Regions from separate parts of the Mus musculus genome. Here all the other regions are linked to region 6. Evidence: chromatin contacts called from public HiChIP or PLAC-seq and promoter capture Hi-C data. All regions are on one chromosome and are shown on one strand. The core of a region is the stretch at or near the end of the contact, and the rest is flanking DNA. Distances in the headings are between cores, read along the strand shown.

The links. Promoter capture Hi-C pulls out the DNA fragments that hold promoters and counts their contacts. HiChIP or PLAC-seq counts read pairs in DNA pulled down with a chosen protein or histone mark.
Region 1: a contact with region 6 is called in an H3K27ac HiChIP or PLAC-seq map of embryonic stem cells, with 3 times the contacts expected there. The contact joins the enhancer-like site here to the promoter of 5730409E04Rik in region 6. A contact is called at or near these places in 20 of 39 promoter capture datasets (the 3T3-L1 cell line, 3T3-L1-derived adipocytes, the C10 cell line and 13 more), 1 of 15 datasets of contacts at CTCF or cohesin (stem cell-derived epiblast-like cells), 9 of 484 Hi-C or Micro-C datasets (the C2C12 cell line, the G1E-ER4 cell line, bone marrow-derived macrophages and 3 more), 18 of 115 datasets of contacts at active chromatin or transcription factors (T-cell acute lymphoblastic leukemia, bone marrow-derived macrophages, cardiomyocytes and 12 more) and 4 of 9 other capture datasets (adipose tissue, embryonic stem cells, liver and 1 more).
Region 2: a contact with region 6 is called in an H3K27ac HiChIP or PLAC-seq map of embryonic stem cells, with 2.8 times the contacts expected there. The contact joins the enhancer-like site here to the promoter of 5730409E04Rik in region 6. A contact is called at or near these places in 8 of 39 promoter capture datasets (embryonic stem cells, frontonasal cranial neural crest, hematopoietic stem and progenitor cells and 4 more), 1 of 484 Hi-C or Micro-C datasets (nephron progenitors), 2 of 115 datasets of contacts at active chromatin or transcription factors (embryonic midbrain and embryonic stem cells) and 1 of 9 other capture datasets (embryonic stem cells).
Region 3: a contact with region 6 is called in a FOXA1 HiChIP or PLAC-seq map of pancreatic cancer cells. The contact joins the promoter of Zmym1 here to the promoter of 5730409E04Rik in region 6. A contact is called at or near these places in 1 of 484 Hi-C or Micro-C datasets (embryonic stem cells), 1 of 115 datasets of contacts at active chromatin or transcription factors (pancreatic cancer cells) and 1 of 9 other capture datasets (embryonic stem cells).
Region 4: a contact with region 6 is called in an H3K27ac HiChIP or PLAC-seq map of embryonic stem cells, with 2.4 times the contacts expected there. The contact joins the enhancer-like site here to the promoter of 5730409E04Rik in region 6. A contact is called at or near these places in 2 of 15 datasets of contacts at CTCF or cohesin (embryonic stem cells and large pre-B cells), 7 of 484 Hi-C or Micro-C datasets (the G1E-ER4 cell line, the HL-1 cell line and embryonic stem cells), 7 of 115 datasets of contacts at active chromatin or transcription factors (bone marrow-derived macrophages, embryonic midbrain, embryonic stem cells and 2 more) and 1 of 9 other capture datasets (adipose tissue).
Region 5: a contact with region 6 is called in a promoter capture Hi-C map of embryonic stem cells, with 2.8 times the contacts expected there. The contact joins the promoter of Zmym4 here to the promoter of 5730409E04Rik in region 6. A contact is called at or near these places in 11 of 39 promoter capture datasets (the 3T3-L1 cell line, the C10 cell line, embryonic stem cells and 4 more), 8 of 484 Hi-C or Micro-C datasets (CD4 T cells, the G1E-ER4 cell line, embryonic stem cells and 3 more), 8 of 115 datasets of contacts at active chromatin or transcription factors (bone marrow-derived macrophages, embryonic forebrain, embryonic stem cells and 3 more) and 5 of 9 other capture datasets (adipose tissue, embryonic stem cells, liver and 2 more).

The regions. Positions count from the first base shown.
Region 1 is chr4:126,867,604-126,870,303 of GRCm38.p6, forward strand. Zmym4 (zinc finger, MYM-type 4) reads right to left here. Exons shown (of 30, transcript NM_001114399.2): 27 at 2,580-2,691; 28 at 1,114-1,362. It also overlaps a transcript of AU040320 not described here. Among named protein-coding and RNA genes, the nearest start is that of Gm25604, 7.8 kb to the left of the region's middle. Within about 2 kb of position 1,383, at least 6 of the 459 cell types and tissues checked have an H3K27ac peak or open chromatin away from gene starts, as enhancers often do. A contact at or near this core is called in embryonic stem cells, where this site is marked.
Region 2 is chr4:126,941,510-126,944,272 of GRCm38.p6, forward strand. All of the region lies in intron 2 of Zmym4 (zinc finger, MYM-type 4), which reads right to left. Among named protein-coding and RNA genes, the nearest start is that of Zmym4, 25 kb to the right of the region's middle. Within about 2 kb of position 1,487, at least 7 of the 459 cell types and tissues checked have an H3K27ac peak or open chromatin away from gene starts, as enhancers often do. A contact at or near this core is called in embryonic stem cells, where this site is marked.
Region 3 is chr4:127,059,767-127,062,523 of GRCm38.p6, forward strand. It overlaps Zmym1 (zinc finger, MYM domain containing 1), which reads right to left and starts at 1,388. Exons shown (of 8, transcript NM_026670.5): 1 at 1,230-1,388.
Region 4 is chr4:127,003,889-127,006,588 of GRCm38.p6, forward strand. No RefSeq gene overlaps it. Among named protein-coding and RNA genes, the nearest start is that of Sfpq, 16 kb to the right of the region's middle. Within about 2 kb of position 1,408, at least 68 of the 459 cell types and tissues checked have an H3K27ac peak or open chromatin away from gene starts, as enhancers often do. A contact at or near this core is called in embryonic stem cells, where this site is marked.
Region 5 is chr4:126,966,750-126,969,687 of GRCm38.p6, forward strand. It overlaps Zmym4 (zinc finger, MYM-type 4), which reads right to left and starts at 1,478. Exons shown (of 30, transcript NM_001114399.2): 1 at 1,067-1,478. The coding sequence starts at 1,105.
Region 6 is chr4:126,608,426-126,611,125 of GRCm38.p6, forward strand. 5730409E04Rik (RIKEN cDNA 5730409E04Rik gene) reads left to right here and starts at 1,429. Exons shown (of 2, transcript NM_001145950.1): 1 at 1,429-1,587.

The DNA.
Region 1 (2,700 bases), core at 133-2,632, 260 kb after region 6:
TTTGTGTGTATATATGCCATATGAGCATGATGGCATAGAGCTGTGACTGCAACTCTCAGAAAGGCTGACTTAAGAGGACTGAGGTCAAGGATAGCCTGAGCTACTATATAGTAAGGTTTTAAAAAAACCAAAACCGCTGGGTGGTGGTGGCGCACGCCTTTAATCCCAGCACTTGGGAAGCAGGCGGATTTCTGAGTTCAAGGCCAGCCTGGTCTACAGAGTTCCAGGACAGCCAGGGCTACACAGAGAAACCCTGTCTGGAAAAAAACAAAACAAACAAACAAACAAACAAAACCAAACATAAACCAAAAGTTTAATTTTTAGTTCTAGAATAGCAGGATTTTTCAGATACTGAAGACATGGAGTCATTTAGTCTCTTTCTGAAATACATGACCATAATCCACTTACTGAAGCTGCTACTACTGACCCAGGTCTACAGTACTAATAACGGCCTACTTTAGGTCGGCTTCTGAGTTATTTCAGAATTTTAGAACTGACTAAAAGATGCTAACCAAATCAAGATGCTCCTGTAAAAAACAAAAAGTCCAATAGATTAAAGCTAAGCATGTTTCTTTTAACTGTTAATTGTTGACTGATAGCTGGAAATAGTGAGCTTATCACCATGGTTACAGATTTAAATACTCTGGTAAGTTTTAAATGTAGATTATTTGGGAATCTACCCAACTAAATCGGGGGGTGGGGAGGGGGAAACACTACACAATATTTTTAAAAATTTTTATTTATTTATTATATATACAATGTTCTGTCTGCACGTATGCCTACACACCATAAGAGGGTACCAGATCTCATTACAGATGGTTGTGAGCTACCATGTGGTTGTTGGGATTTGAACTCAGGACCTCTGGAAGAGCAGACAGTGCTCTGAACCTCTGAACCATCTCGCCATCCCGGCACTATACAATTAAGTCAGCATTTCTAACTTAAGTTAATAAAATTAAAATGAACCAAAAAGTCTCCTATTTTGAGAGCTTGTAACATACTCAGAAACAGAAAAATATTAAAACGTTAAAGAAGTTTCAGTGTGCCCTCCATGACCTTCAGTGATAACCATCTTTGCACTTCAAACAGAAACCTCATCTACCAACAGCACACCTGGCTCTGACTCCGGCTTCTGTAAAGGCGGGAAGAACCTCAGGTACGTCATCTTGGTGCTGTACTTCAGAGTCCTGGTCCGGCGCATCACGTGGGCAAAGGACAGCTTCAAGTGCTCAGTAACATTCCTTAGTTGGAAGTATTTGGTATTGAAAAAAAGGAGGGTGTTTAACAGGACAATGGGCGAGTAAGCGCCCAGCTGTTTGCACTCCCACAGATGCTCTTCTTCAATGCGGGAGAACATGTAACCTAGACAGGGCGGAGAAGAACAAAGAGAGCCATGTAATCTCCACTTGTACAAGCGGAGCACAGTAAGGCGCTGACTGCTCTCCCACCTCTTCTCTATGCAGCAAACAGAAGCAGCACCAGGAAGAACAGCACTCCAACGGGACGGCCCAGCTCTACCCTGTACTCTTTTATCTTTCCCAAGAAGGCCACTTTCTCTCAACAATAAGGCTTATTTATAGATATTTGAATTCATGCAATTTTCATATCACAAAATATTTTTCTTTCAAGTTTCTAACCATTTAAAAATACGAAGATGGGGAAGTGAAAGGGAGGAGAGGAGGGAGATGGGATTAGGATGTAAATAAATAAATAATTAAAAACCTTTTTTTTTTTTAAAGCTCAGACTACAGAACCAGGACGAAGTCAGCTTTGGTCCATGGGAAATGAAGCAGCTACTGCCCAGACCATCACGCTTACCTTTTAGCAAGATGGACTCTCCCGCCCTCCCTCTCATTCCTAACTTGAACTAACAGTCCTATGCACCTCGGGACTAACTAGGATCTGTATTGAAAAGGTCAAGGTCTTAACAAACTGCCCTGCTCCTTGGAGAGGATTCTTCATGTCCCTCATTCAGGTCTAACCCAATGCTCTCTTTTTATCTTCTCTGTTGCTGCTTCTGTATTCTATTCTTGGAGATCATCCCTAAACATGACTTTATTACTTCCAAATATATGTTGCCAGCCTTCTCTCAAACAGTGTGTGGCTCAGAATGCTCCAAAGGTTCTCCAGAGCTCAAGAGAAGGGCACAGTCATGGCTATCGCCCTCACTTCTCCAGTCGCAGCCTGAGAGCTGGGGTGAACCACAGACTTTTCTAACAACATTGGTTAAAAATTCAACGATAAAACAAGCACAGATCACCAGCATTCTGAAAAGATCATCTGTGCATGGAACGCATCTGAGTTGATCCGTAGTGACCAGTATGTAGGTTCCATGATACTACCAGATAAAACATTCCTACAAATACAACAATAATTGAGTATGTTTTGAGTTGTATATTAGTCTCATACACTGTTGACAGTTGCATTTTACTAAAATGCTCAACAATAAATCTAAGATTTTCTCCTTAAAAGCTGAACTGTATTACATCAAAACAGATTATATTGCAATATATGAAATACTTTTAAAAAAATCAATTTATACAAGTATATCATAAAATAATTAAAAATAATACCCTTACCATTAGGAAGTATTGTAGGTTCCCATATTTTCAAGAGTTTGGTAAGTTCAATCATAAATCTGGAATAGGGCTCCGTAAAAATGTTATCTATTCTACCATTTTCAAATAGGTACTAAAAAAT
Region 2 (2,763 bases), core at 237-2,736, 330 kb after region 6:
ACAGTGAACTTATGTATAATAATAAATAAATCTAAAAAAAAAAAAAAAGAAATTATGGCCGGGCATGGTGGCGCACGGCTTTAATCCCAGCACTCGGGAAGCAGAGGCAGGCAGATTTCTGAGTTCGAGGCCTGCCTGGTCTACAGAGTGAGTTCCAGGACAGCCAGGGCTATACAGAGAAACCCTGTCACCAAAAAAAAAAAAAAAAAAAAAAAAAAAGTTTCTAGCCAGGTAGTGCTGGCTCATGCCTATAATCCCAGCACTTGGGAGACAGAGGCAGGCCGATCTGTGAGTTTGAGGCTAGCCTGGTCTACAGAGAAAGTTCCAAGTCAGACAGTGCTACATGGAAAAAACATATCTTGAAAAATCAAAAGCATTTATCTCCTCAATTATATGTTTACAGGTTGTTTGCCTATGTGTACATATGTGTGCTGTGCATATTCATAGATGCCGGAGAGGGTGCTGGAAACCAAACCCAACTCCTCTGGGAAATATCAAGGACTTTCAAGAGCTGAGCCATCTCTTAAGCCCCAAGTTTGTTTGGTTTTTTTTTTTTTTTTGAGATAGTTTACTCATACTACAGTTCTAGTCGGACTGCAGCACACTATGTAGTACAGGCAGACCTTTATAACTTATAGTCCTCCTGCTTCAGCATCCCAAACACTGACCTAGCATTTACACCTATTTCTGAATTGCAAAGAATTCAACTTGCAAAACCAAAGAACTAAAAGGAACTAAGCATGTCTCAGTGGTTAAAGGAACTAAGCAATGTCTCAGTGGTTAAGTGCATTTGCACAGGTCCAGGGTTTAGTTCCTAGTACCTAAGTCAGGTGGCTCACACAGTCTGTAACTACAGAGGATCTAAGTATCTGACCTCTCTGGTCACCTATATTCACAATGCATACATCCCAAACACATACAGTATGGGATGCATATGTCCCATACACATACAGTATGTAGAGACAGATGGATCTCTATGAGTTTGAGGCCAGCCCAGTATATACAGTGACTTCCAGACACCCAGGACTATGTAGAAATAATTAATCTCAAAAGTAGTAGTAGTAGTAGTAGTAGTAGTAGTAGTAGTAGTAGTAGTAGTAGCAGTAGCAATAGCAGTACTAGTAGTAGTAGTAGTAGTAGTAGTAGTAGTAGTAGTAAAATAAAAAATACACTTTTAAAGAAACTGACTTGAATAAGTTACTGAACAGAAATAAAATTAAGTTACTAAGAAGTTTTTTTTTGTTTTGTTTGTTTGCCTTTTGTTTGTTGTTGTTGTTGTTTGGTTTTTCGAGACAGGTTTTCTCTGTGCAGTCCTGGTTGTCCTGGAACTCACTCTGTAGACCAGGCTGGCCTCGAACTCAGAAATCTGCCTGCCTCTGCCTCCCAAGTGCTGGGATTAAAGGCGTGCCCCACCACCGCCCAGTGCCTTTTGTTTTTTTGAGACAGAGTTTCTCTGTATAACCTTGGCTATACTAGAATTCACTCTGTAAACCAGGCTGCTGACCTTGCTTGCACTCATGGTGACCTGCTAGGATTAAAAGTGTGCACCACCACTGCTCAGCTTACTATGAAATATTTTAAAGAGTGTTATTGTATAACAATGTCCTAAAACATTCAGTCTCACTGTTTGAATTACAGAGGTGGGTGGGGAGGGTGCACTGGAATTTAGTTACCCATGGAGATGAGAGGCACAGGATATTTTAATTAGAGAACATCTCTCTGGTCTCTACAGAGAAGTGAAGACTCAAGATGTTCTAAATGGAGTCTCTGTACTGGGGAAGTTAACAATTCAGGAGCTTCATCAAATCCCTAAAACACATCAGATATACTAGACCCCTACTCTCTACCTCACGGTAAGCATAAGAACTACTCTTGCTGGGCAGTGGTGGCGCATGCCTTTAATCCCAGCACTCAGGAGGCAGAGGCAGGCAGATTTCTGAGTTCGAGGCCAGCCTGGTCTACAGAGTGAGCTGCAGGACAGCCAGGGCTACACAGAGAAGCCCTGTCTCGAAAAACCAAAAAAGAAAAAACAGAAACTAGCCAGGCTGCCTGGAAACAAAACAAAACAAACTTTCTACCTACTGAGGGGCTTGCTTACAAGCACTGAAGTGAGCTCCAGGTGACCTTGAGTGTCACCCACGCTGGGGTAGGATGTTGAGAATACCATTTCTGCTGAAAAGGGAGGGAGGGAGGGAGAGAGGGAGGGAGGGAGGGAGGGAGGGAGGGAAGAAGACAATTCATTTGTTAGGTGATGGATGGATGGATGGATGGATGGACAGACAGACAGAAAGGAAAATTCATGCTCTAAGTTAAGACTGGTGGTATCCATTTGCAGACTATCACCAGTTCTCTATCTGGGGTGAATAGACATTTATTCACTAGTGGTACATAAGTATTAACCATTATCAGTTTCTGTAGTTGTTGACACAGTGTCAATATTTAATAGATCACCTCAATTTATTTTCTTTCTTTCTTTCTCTCTCTCTCTCTCTCTCTCTCTCTCTCTCTCTCTCTCTCTCTCTCTCTCTCTCTTTCTTATGTTTTTCTGTTTTACAAGACAGGGTAGCCGAGCGTGGTGGCACACACCTTTAATCCCAGCACTTGGGAGGCAGAGGCAAGCAGTTCTGAGTTTCTGAGTTCAAGGCTAGCCTGGTATACAAAGTAAGTTCCAGGACATCCAGGGCTATACAGAGAAACCCTGTCTCGAAAAACCAAAAAACAAAAACAAACAAACAAACAAAAACAAGACAGGGTGCTTGTCCT
Region 3 (2,757 bases), core at 138-2,637, 450 kb after region 6:
ATGGCATGTGTGGAGAAGTCAGTCTTGGCCATTAATCTCAGGCTGGCAGGCTTGACTGCAAACACCTTTACTCACCAAGCCATTTTTCCGGGTTCTCAACATAGGAATTTTAAGTTGCATTTATTTATTTGTTTCGGGGTGGTAGAAACACACATATCAAGACAACCTATGGTAGTTCATTCTCTCCTCATACCATGTAGGGCCTGGCGATCAAACAGGTTATCGGATTTGGGGGCAAGAATCTTTACCCTCTGAGCCATCTCACTTGCCCTTTTCTTCTTCACAGAGTCTCCTTACATTTCAAAAAAAAAAAAAAAAAAATCCCAAAATAGGAGAGCTTGGAAGTCAGAGGAAGAAAGATCAGGAGTTCAAGGTAACTGTGAGCAACATGATAGCCAGTTTCAACCATCCCCAGAGCCAAAACAAACAAACAAACAAACAAACAAACAAATGTACAGTAATCTCTTACTATTGGTATGAGTTACCAGCAATGAACCACAGTCCAAATATGTTACTTGGGGGGCTGGCGAGATGGCTCAGTGGTTAAGAGCGCCGACTGCTCTTCCAAAGGTCCTGAGTTCAAATCCCAGCAACCACATGGTGGCTCACAACCATCCATAACGAAATCTGATGCCCTCTTATGGAGTATCTAAGGACAGCTACAGTGTACTTACATATAATAAATCTTAAAAAAAGAAAAGTTCCTTGGAAATATTTGGAAGTAACAATGTAACAAGTAACAATGTTCAAGGTCCTCTAACTAGCACTGTAGACTAAGAGATCCAATGGCCTCTGCCTCCCTGCCAGGATTAGAAAAATGGGCAGCCACCGCCAGCGCTAACCTGCAAATTTCACTCACAGAACTCTACAGATAAAACTATTTGCTTCTATCTCTCTCCAGCCCGATGTTTTTGTTTTTTGAATCCAGGTCTCATTAAGTAGCACTGATTGGCCTAGAACAGACTTTATAGAACAGCCTGGCTTCGAACTCAGAGAACCCCCTGCCACTCGTGTGATGGGATTAAAGGCAAGGGCCAACACACCCAATCTGTTTATGTCTGAAAAATACACTGCTTAATGGAAAGAGAGCCACAGGTGTAACGGAAGGCAGTTACAGAAAGAAGCCGCAAGAGACCAAACGCACCAAGCTCAGTCACCGCACAGAGGCCAGGACGCTAAGAAGCCTGGAGGCCGGGGGCACGACTCTCCTGACACTGTGGTCTTCCTACCTGTCGCGTCACCCTCCTCAGGACGGGAGAAATGCCGCCTCTCTCTGGAAAAGCGGGCCTGAGCGGCTCCACGAGGATGGCTGATCTGTCTCCAACTCAGCGGCGGGAAGCGCCCACTCGCATTTTGCCGTGCAAACAACCCCGCCGGCTCCGCCCCTCTCCCGGAGGCCTTTGCGGCTGAGCATGCGCACCGCGGTCCGCCTGGGGCGCGGAGGCGGGGGATGGACTAAGCAGGAGAGGTTGACGGGGCGGGTCAGGGGGGTTTAGTTTTAGGCTATCCTTAATGTCACCTTAGCTGCCCGTTTTTCGTTTTTTGTTTTGTTTTGTTTTTTGTTTTTTTTTGTTTTAAGACAGGGTCTCACTTATGTACCCCTGACTGTCCCGGAACTCACTATGCAGACCAAGCTGGTCTTGAACTTAGAGAGGTTCTCCTGACTCTGCCTCCCTAGTTCTGGTATTAAGGGAATATGTCATCACATGGGCATATTTGGGTCCTTAAAGGCAGGAGTGAGGGGGCACAGGCCTGTAAGATGAAGGTGTGTGGTTAAAAATTCAAAACCAACCTTATTTTACAAACGGAACAACAAAAGCTGGGGGATTGAGACAGAGCAACGAGATGACAGAGCCTATTAAGGAGTTTACCGCAAAGTCTGACTAGCAGGGTTCTGTCACTGGAATCCATTTAGTGGAAGAAGAGAACAGATACCTGCAAATTGCTCCTTGACCTCCGCAATGTGCACATAAACACAATAAATACATACATGCATACATAAATAAAATTAAGGGCTAATGCAACATTAGTGACTCAGATGTTGAGTTACAACTTTAAAAACATGGTTGTAAATAGTCTCAGAAAAAGAGGAATGAAAAAGTAGGGACAGATGGGTATAGCTAAAGAATTAAGGAGGGAGCAGATCATTTTGATTATTTCTAAGTTTTTTTGTTTTTTTTTTTTGGTTTTTCGAGATAGGGTTTCTCTATAGCCTTGACTGTCTTGGAACTCACTTTGTAGACCAGGCTGGCCTCGAACTCAGAAATCCACCTGCCTCTGCCTCCGGAGTGCTAGGATTAAAGGCGTGTGCCACCACGCCCGGCTTCTAAGTCTTAATAGTAAAGAAAAATATAAAGTTTAATGATCTATTCATCTTGTCTTTGACCATAACTTCCATCTATCTTTTCTCTCTCTTTCTTTCTTTCTTTCTTTCTTTCTTTCTTTCTTTCTTTCTTTCTTTCTTTCTCTCTCTCTCTCTCTCTCTCTCTCTCTCTCTCTCTCTTTCCTTCCTTCCTTCCTTTCTTTTCTTTTCTTTTTTTTTTTTTGAGACACTGTTTCTCTGTGTATCCCTGGTTGTCCTGGAACTCACTCTATAGACCAGGCTGGCCTCAAATTCAGAGATTCTCTGCCCTCCAAGACTGGCTCTCACCTCTTCCTTCCTTCCTTCCTTCCTTCCTTCCTTCCTTCCTTCCTTCCTCCCTCCCTCCCTTCCTTCCTTTGAGACAGAATCTCACTGTGTAGACAGGCCTAGAGCTC
Region 4 (2,700 bases), core at 158-2,657, 400 kb after region 6:
AAATAAACAAATCTAAATGTATGCATATAATTTAAATGTGTGTGTGTGTGTACGCATGCACACGTGTGTAGCTATTAACTCAGCATTTTACCTAGCATTAGTGAGGCTCTAGATTTGAAACTAATGTCAAAAAAAAGTTTGTAATTATTCATAAGACATCTTTGTCTGCTTTGTTTGTTTTTTTTTGGTATTTTTTAAAGATTTTATATATATATAAAATATATATATACTGTCACTATCTTCATACACACCAGAAGAGGGCATCTGATCCCATTGCAGATGGTGGGGAGCCACCAAGTGGTTGCTGGGAATTGAACTCAGGACCTCTGGAAGAGCAGTCAGTGCTCTTAACCACTGAGTCATCTCTCCAGCCCAGGATGTTTTGTTTTGTTTTGTTTTAAAGAAATCGGGTATAGGCAATTCCTTGAGAAGATAGAGAACAGCCCAAAGGAATTTTTTTTATGGAATTGGTTAAAACATCAAGTAAAAGATTAGAAGTATTACTGTTTTAGATTTAAAGGTGAGAAGGGCCAGGCTGATTCCACGACAGGTTTCAAATTGACAATTAAGGAGACTCTGCCTAAATCGCTGTTTTCAAGAACTGGACAATTCCAGGCAAGTCCAGGCCTCAGAAGCTGCCCCACCACCTAGCCTGAGGCAAGGACAATGGGTCAGCAGCAGTTTCCAGACTTCCTCAGCTGCTTCCTCAGCAACAGTTTCCAGACCTCTCCAGCAAGTTTCCAGCCCCCACAACCTGGTAATGGAATGTCTACAGAAATGACCCAGCCGATTAACATAAAGGTCCACTATCACAGAACCCTCTAATGTGCTTTAAATCAGGTCTGCAAGCTCACTTGGTTGTTTCTCTATCTTGGTAATGGAGAGACCCCAGCATGCTGGACTTCAGCAGAATAAAACACTCTTTGCTGCCTTTATTTGAGTCTGGGGTGTCATTGTTTAGGGAATCAAGGACCCTTACAATGATTTTGTGTTAGCATTCTGTCTAAGCTCCATCCCAGTTACCTGGCAACAGCCAGGTACGCTTCTCCCCACAGTTTATCTAGGATCAAAAGTTACAGATTTATGCGACTGTGGTAATTTCCTTTAAAGAGAGGGATTGCAAGAAAAGATAGAAGAGAGGCCACTTGCTTCTGGTCCCTGATGAGGGAGGGAACCGGCAGAGTAGAAACTGTGACCCCAAAGGGATAGGTGATGTGCTTGTATTCAGTCTGGTTTTACAAAGACGCTGCTCAGAGTTTCAGGACATGAGCACCTAGAGGAATCAGCTCTTACCAAAGCACTGTGGCCAATTGTGCAAAGCAGCCTGAGCAGGCAGATCCTCCAGCTCGCTCGAATCCTCTCCCCTAGGGCGCTGAGCAGGCAGCCAGCACGTGGCTCACTCGCTCTAAAATTCAGCACTGGGAAGAAGGCTTGGGGGAGGGGCGGAGGTTGGCTCGCGGGGCTGCAAGCCAAACCTCTTTGGGGATCTTTTCCGGAAAACCCACTTAACACTCTTTCTTTCCCTCCTCGGTCTTCTTTTACCTCTGCCCTCTTAGATTTGTGTTTGTTTAGAATAATTCAACCCCCTCTTTTTGTACTCGGCCCCTCCCTGCTGTCCGCCATCAATCCTGAGGCCGGTGGGCAGCCTGGGTCTGTGGGAGGGATTCGCAAAGATGCTGGCGAGGAAAGAGATGCAATTAATCCAGGCCGTGAAAGAGTGTGGGGTTCGGGAAGAAACGCCTGCCCACGGTCACTCACCTGAGTAATTTGCCTGGAACAACTAACTCTAAAGATTACATTGTGTAAGTCATCCATTATGCTGGAACAACAGAGAGGCTTAATGCAACCCCAGAGTAACTCATTTAGATGCTCTCTTCAGCTAACACTGCCTTGCCTTGAACACAGGCAACAACAGGACTTATACTTACCCGGAGTCTTCGTGCGTGAGCATTTTTCAGATGATGGAAAAACCGATTCTGAATCTGTCTTCTCATTTCTTTATTAGTATGAGCGCCAAGAGAAGGGAGATGCTGCATTTAGAACTCATCTGTTGAGTACCTAAAATTCCCTAGGCCTGGGGACCACAGCCTTTCCTAAAACTATTAGCGTCTAGCCTTCACAATAACGCTGTGAGGGAGTTACTTACGGTCGCCATTGTTGTGAGGTGAGGGAAACAAACGGAAGGAAGAACAGTCGGTCCTTTAATTATCGCACCTTCGGAAAGACTGTTAAAATTCAAAGTCACACTTTGGCTACAGGATGAGTTCATGCCCAACCAGGGCTTAGTGCGTCCGTCTCAAGAAGTAAAAAGAAGGCAGAGGCTATATAGAAGGCACAACAGTTGCCCAGCATGTAGGAGGACCTAGCTTCAGTCTTAGTGTTGGAGAAAGTGAAGTTAGGCTGGGGATGGCTCATGGGTTAAGAGCATGTATTTGTTCTTCCTGATGATTCCCCAGCACCAGGGTCAAGCATGGGAAAAACTCCCTGGAACTCCATCTCCTCAGGCACCGACATTCACATGCAAATACCTACACACCAGCACACAGACATGCACATATACACATGATTGACATAAAAAATATAAAGTGAGACTCATAACTTAGGGTTTGAATTTTTTTATTTTACATAAGTACTCTGTAGCTGTTTTCAGACACACCAGAAGAGGGCATCAGGTCCCACTGTAGGTGGTTGTGAGCTACT
Region 5 (2,938 bases), core at 228-2,727, 360 kb after region 6:
GCACTTCGTGCAATGTCAGGCACACAGTCAGCACTCAGGATGTTAACAGTATGCATCTTTGAATAGACATTTATGCTGAATGAAAAAGCATTTTTGGTTAAGATTCATGTTTTAAGCAGCTTGGTTTAACAACTAACTCATCATTTGGAGACCATTTCCAAAAGGAAAACTCCTGATAGGAAACTTAACAAACTTGATGCTTAACATGCTGGGTGAGGGGAAGTTTAAAAAAAAAGCCTTGAAAAACATTACTCAGTGGATAGTATTGTTCTCCATCTGAAGAAAATGAATCACAACTAAATTAAAAATAAAAAAAGTTTCAAGACAAACTTTTAAACGGCTTACAACTCCTGTGTAGACAAGGCTTTACCTAGGGCAGGCAAGGCTGGCTGGGTACATCCTAAGGACAAAACTTGTCACTCTTCCACGTTACTAACTGCAGGTAAAGAATGCTAGACTATAACACATCCGTGGCTATCAGAACACATTCCCCCAACTTCAAGACGACAACCCCACTTCTTCTAAGGTGAAGAGAGCACCATGTCCACTTTGGGGCTTGATAACGGTCAAGGGGGAGGGGAGTGGAGGCAGGAAGATGAATTGGCTCCGGGGTTCCCGCAGCACCCTCCCGGTTACTCCTCAGGAAACGACCAATCCTCCACGACTTCTTCCCGCCACCTCTACCCCCACCTGACCTCTCCCCAGAGAAACTTCCATAGACTCCCTTTTCCTCGAGGATGCAGAAGCGGAGTCTGACACCTTGCGTCTCCCAGGCTCCCCCCCCCCCCGAATACGCACCACCACCCACACGCCGGCAAAGGGAGGGGAGCCAAGCGGACCACGGCCCCCGCCCCTCCCCCTCCCCGCCGGCCACCGAGCTTTGTCCCACCTGCCGAGGGGACCCCGGTGCCGCCTCGGGCCGCCCCTCCCTCCGGCCGTCGACCACCGCGCCACCCGTGAGCTCCGGGCTGCTCGGGGCCGGCCGCGCCCCGCCCCCCGCCCGCCCGCCCGCCCGCCTGCCCGCAGCCCGCAGCCCGCAGACGGCCCGCGGCCTCACCTCACCTACCCTCTTTCGGGGGCCGGTCTCCACCTCCCGCTCCGCCATGTTGGGCCCCGCTCGGAACCGCGGCGGCTCCCGGCGCGGCGGCCGCGGCCCCTCTCGGCCCCCGCCCACACTGCAGACACCGGCGCTTCACCCGCTGCGGTTCGGTCCCCCTCGGCCCCCGCCGGGCCTGGCGCGGGAGTGACGAGGGGGGCGGAGGCCCGCGCGCTTAGCCGCAGCTCCTGGGGTCCCACGGGCGGGCGCGTGGGCGCAAGGGCCTGCCGGGGCAGGGGGGCCGGGACTCGGGGGGTTAATGGCCTCCAAGGGGCCCCGTGAGGAGGATTATTTTCTCTCAGAGAAATTCCTCCGCCAGTGGTTTTCTTAAAGGGATCTCCAAACCAGCCCCTTGCGCGCGCCCCTGATGCGCAGGCGCGCCACAAGCCCCTCCTCCCTTTCCCACCAAGCCCCCGGTCCTGAGCGTGCGCGGTGAGTGGCCCAGGCTAGGCCTAATCCTGTTAGTCTCTTTGCTGCCAGCAGCTGCTCCCACCACTCAACTATGGCCGCTCCCTTAAAGGGACCATGACGAAGGGATGATGTCAGAATGAAAGATCTTAATGGAAGGACTATCTGGTGAAATGTCAGTGAGGGGTTCACATCACCACCCTACACCTGACTACAGAGATATTGCCAAAAGGAGAGAACCCTGATGAGCCAAAGTTCTCAGTGACCCTATGAACATGAAGAATCCCAACCAAGAAGAAAACAAGACTGTTATCTGAAGGAGAAACCAACAGCTTGTCAAGTAAAGGGCGTCGACTCTCAAGGAACAACTTCCAACCTTAAAACCAGATCCACTGGTAGTGTTGAAGGCAGAACCAATAACTGAAGACAATTTCCTCAATACCTGCTTGCCATTAGAATACTAAAATGAAAAAGGATCTTAGAAACCATCTACTCCATTGCTTTCAAAGTTAACATTGCCAGTATGGTCATTTGAAATAAATTAATTTACCTCAAGATATCGAGTGGCTGGTGAGGAGCTAGAACACAGTCTGGAATTGCATTCCTCCAGGATTCTGAACACACAAAACTGTCGTCAAGGCAAAAGAACATAAAATGTCAAGAGTCTTGATAGTTCAAGAACATGGCTGCTCTCCTGAGAAGTTTCATGGTGATGACCTGCAACTGCTGTGTGCCATCATTTGCCTCCACTGAAGGAATTTGAGGGTCTGACTTAAAGAATAGGAGCTTGAACTGTCAAGGCAGGAAATCCAAGGGTAGGCACTATCTTCCCTGAAGCACAACGAAGCCAAAGATAATGAGAGCTGAAGTCCCCTCTTGGATTCTTAATGAAGACATAGGCACAACAGACAGACATATAGTAAAAAATACAAGGAAATTAGTTTAGGTTGGTTGGAGTTGGGTTGGTTGGAGTTGGATTGGTTGGAGTTGGGTTGGTTGGAGCTAGGTTGCTATGTAACCCAGAGTGGCCTGAAACTGCTGGTCTTCCTGCCTTGACCAAGTGCTTGGACTGCTGGTATACTAGGAAATCCCCAAAGAACTAATTAAAAAAAATGTTTAAGTCTCTGAAGAGTTGTTATTCTCCATGGCAATACAAGGGGACCCAGAGCTCCTCTGCTCACAGGGTGAAAGTTGCTCTACAGCTGTACTTCTGTGTGTAAGTCAGTAGCTCTTTGAACCCAGGAACATTGGCTGAACACTGAAATGGCTGAAAGTTTCCATGCTGGTCCTTGATTCTCCCTTGGGCCTGTTATCTTTTGTTTCACTTATGGGTAGAACAAAAAGAAACATGTTCACTTCTGCCAGATAATGTTTTTTTTTTCATATCCTAGACTCTTTCCTTACATGTCCAAAGCAAAAAACAAATAGAAAGGT
Region 6 (2,700 bases), core at 179-2,678:
GGTTGCTTAAGGGTTGGGGCTCACTCACAGTGCCATCGCTAGCTCAACGGCAGCTAGGTCAAAGGCACCTGAGTCCAGCTGGGTGGCCACTCAGAAAATCTGCATCCCTGGAGCTCCCAACACAACTAGCAGGCAGTGTCACTGAAGAGTCTCTGTTGTCCCAGCAACCCCTTACATCACCCACTACCTTGAAGAGGGCCTTCTAGAATCTTCCGAATCTCACGTCTGCCCCCCTCTTCAGTTTACAGCAAACAGCTACACAGTAGCAGTGAATGATCAGAATCCAGGGGTACCTCATTGTGTTAGTGTATTAATTCAAGAATCTTTTGATTATCAGTGAGATAAATTCCACTCAGGTTGGGTATGGCAAGATATGAACTTCATGGGAAGGCATCAAAACTAGAAACCCAGGAAGCAGAAGCTGGGATGTTAGTCAGCCATTTGTCTTTGAGCTCCTGTGTGTCAGTATCATTTTTTCTCCTAGTACATAGACTTGGCTTCTTCCACTTGACAGGAAATATGATTGCTGCAGCCATAGTTTGAACTGTGACTTACCTGGAATGGGGCTCCTTCTTAGTTATATACACAGAGAGAGAAATGGGGGGGGGGGAGGAGAGGGAGAAACACATATACATAAATAAAAAATAAAATCTTAAAGAAAGCTGGCTGGTGGTGATGGGACATGCCTTTAATCCCAGCACTTGGGAGGCAGAAGCAGGCAGATCTCCCTGTGCAACTGGAAACCAGCCTGGTCTACATAGTGCTTTCCAGGGTAGCCAGGGCTACATAATGAGTCTCTGTTTCAAAACAACAAACAATAAAATCCTCATAGCATTTAATCAAATAGGTACAGTACAGTGAAGGGGTCTTTTTAAAAAACAGATCTAGGGGCTGGTGAGATGGCTCAGTGGGTAAGAGCACCCGACTGCTCTTCCGAAGGTCCAAAGTTCAAATCCCAGCAACCACATGGTGGCTCACAACCACCCGTAATGAGATCTGATGTCCTCTTCTGGAGTGTCTGAAGACAGCTACAGTGTACTTACATATAATAAATAAATAATAAGTAAAAAACAGATCTAGAAGCCAGAAAGGTGCTCAAAGATCCTAAAATAGAGTAAGTGGGGATGAACTGAAAATTCTCGGCAGAAAAGGTGCCGAGCTGGAGCACAGAAAGGACCACAGCGGGTCCAGACCCGCACCACGGCCTCGCCAATTGCCGAGCCCCTGGGAAACCCAGGAAGGAGGCATTTCGTCGCCATGTCTGCAGCAAGGAGAACCAATGGATCCGTGGCGCCTCGCCAGGGTGGTTAGGAGATGACACCGGACCTACAAGGCTCTCGGGTCAAGCTGCGGGAGGAGGCAGTTCCTGCGCGGAGAACCGAACCGGCCCACGTGGGTCAGACCGCTCCGCCCAGCCGCGCAGACGCTGCTGGACTCCGCAGCCCGGGCTGGGGCTAGGGCCGCTGTGCCTGGACCAAGCAGCCGCGTCACCACGCGTGCACGCGCAGGTCCAGGAATCCCCCACCCTGCAGCGAGCAGGACCCGAGGGACCGTAGCAAGCCCCGCAGGAGCGGGCGCCTCTAGGCCGTGAGTCCGGGCCCTGATGGAGGGCTTGGGGCCCAGCCGCCGGAAAGCGGGTTAGGGAGCTGCCTCTGCAGAGATTAGGGTCGCAGAGCTCGGACCACTGCCAAGTCCGCCAATCCCCGTGCTACAGCCGCTCCCATGCCCCCATACTGTGGGTTAACTTGGGAAAATCCTGATCTTAGGATGTCTGCACTCATTTCACTGACTTTTTGAACCTGGATCCTTAGCCCCGCCCCACCCCAGCTTCCTTTGTGGCCAGATTTAGGACAAATTTTAAGAGAGGGAGAGGGAAAGAGAGTTGGAGGGGTGGGGTGGTGGTGGTGGTGGTGGTGGTGGTGGTGGTGGTGGTGGTGGTGGTGGTGGTGGTGGTGTCTTCAGGCCTTTTCTCACAAGCCAAAGGAGTGAAACATCTGTCCCAACCTCAGTCTCTCTTCATGACTTCTGCCCATTGCTGGGTGTGGGGAGGGTCGCTGCCACCCTATAGGGGAACCTTCTTAGTAGCTGCTTGATTGACTTAATAGTATGTCTCACTCACGAGGCCTCAGTTCTTCAAGTCATACAAATGTGGTCAGTAGCCGGGCATGGTGGCGCACGCCTTTGATCCCAGCACTCGGAAGGCAGAAGCAGGTGGATTTCTGAGTTTTCCAGACAGGGTTTCTCTGTGTAGCTCTTGCTATCCTGGAACTCGCTCTGTAGACCAGGGTGGTCTCAATCTCATGAGATCCGCCTGCCTCTGCCTCCCAAGCGCTGAGATTAAAGGCGTGCGCCGCCACCACTTAGCTTTTGTTCCTATTTCATAACTGTAATTTTGCTACTGTTATGAGACATCATGGAAATGTTTGTGGTTTTCTGTGGACTTATGAAATATACCTGTCTATATCTATACATCTGTATAGATGTAGACATATGTTCCTTTTACAAGTATTATTTGTTATTTAACAGGACATCTTTTTTAAAAAAAAATATTAGCATATCTGTGTGTGTGCATGTGTATGTATGCATGCATGCATGTGGGTGAACAGAGAGGCTGGGGGGTGGGGGCTGGTGTGAAGCCAGCGATGCCTACAGTTGTAAACCATCTGACTTGGGAACATGGGTCCTCTGGAAGAGCAACCA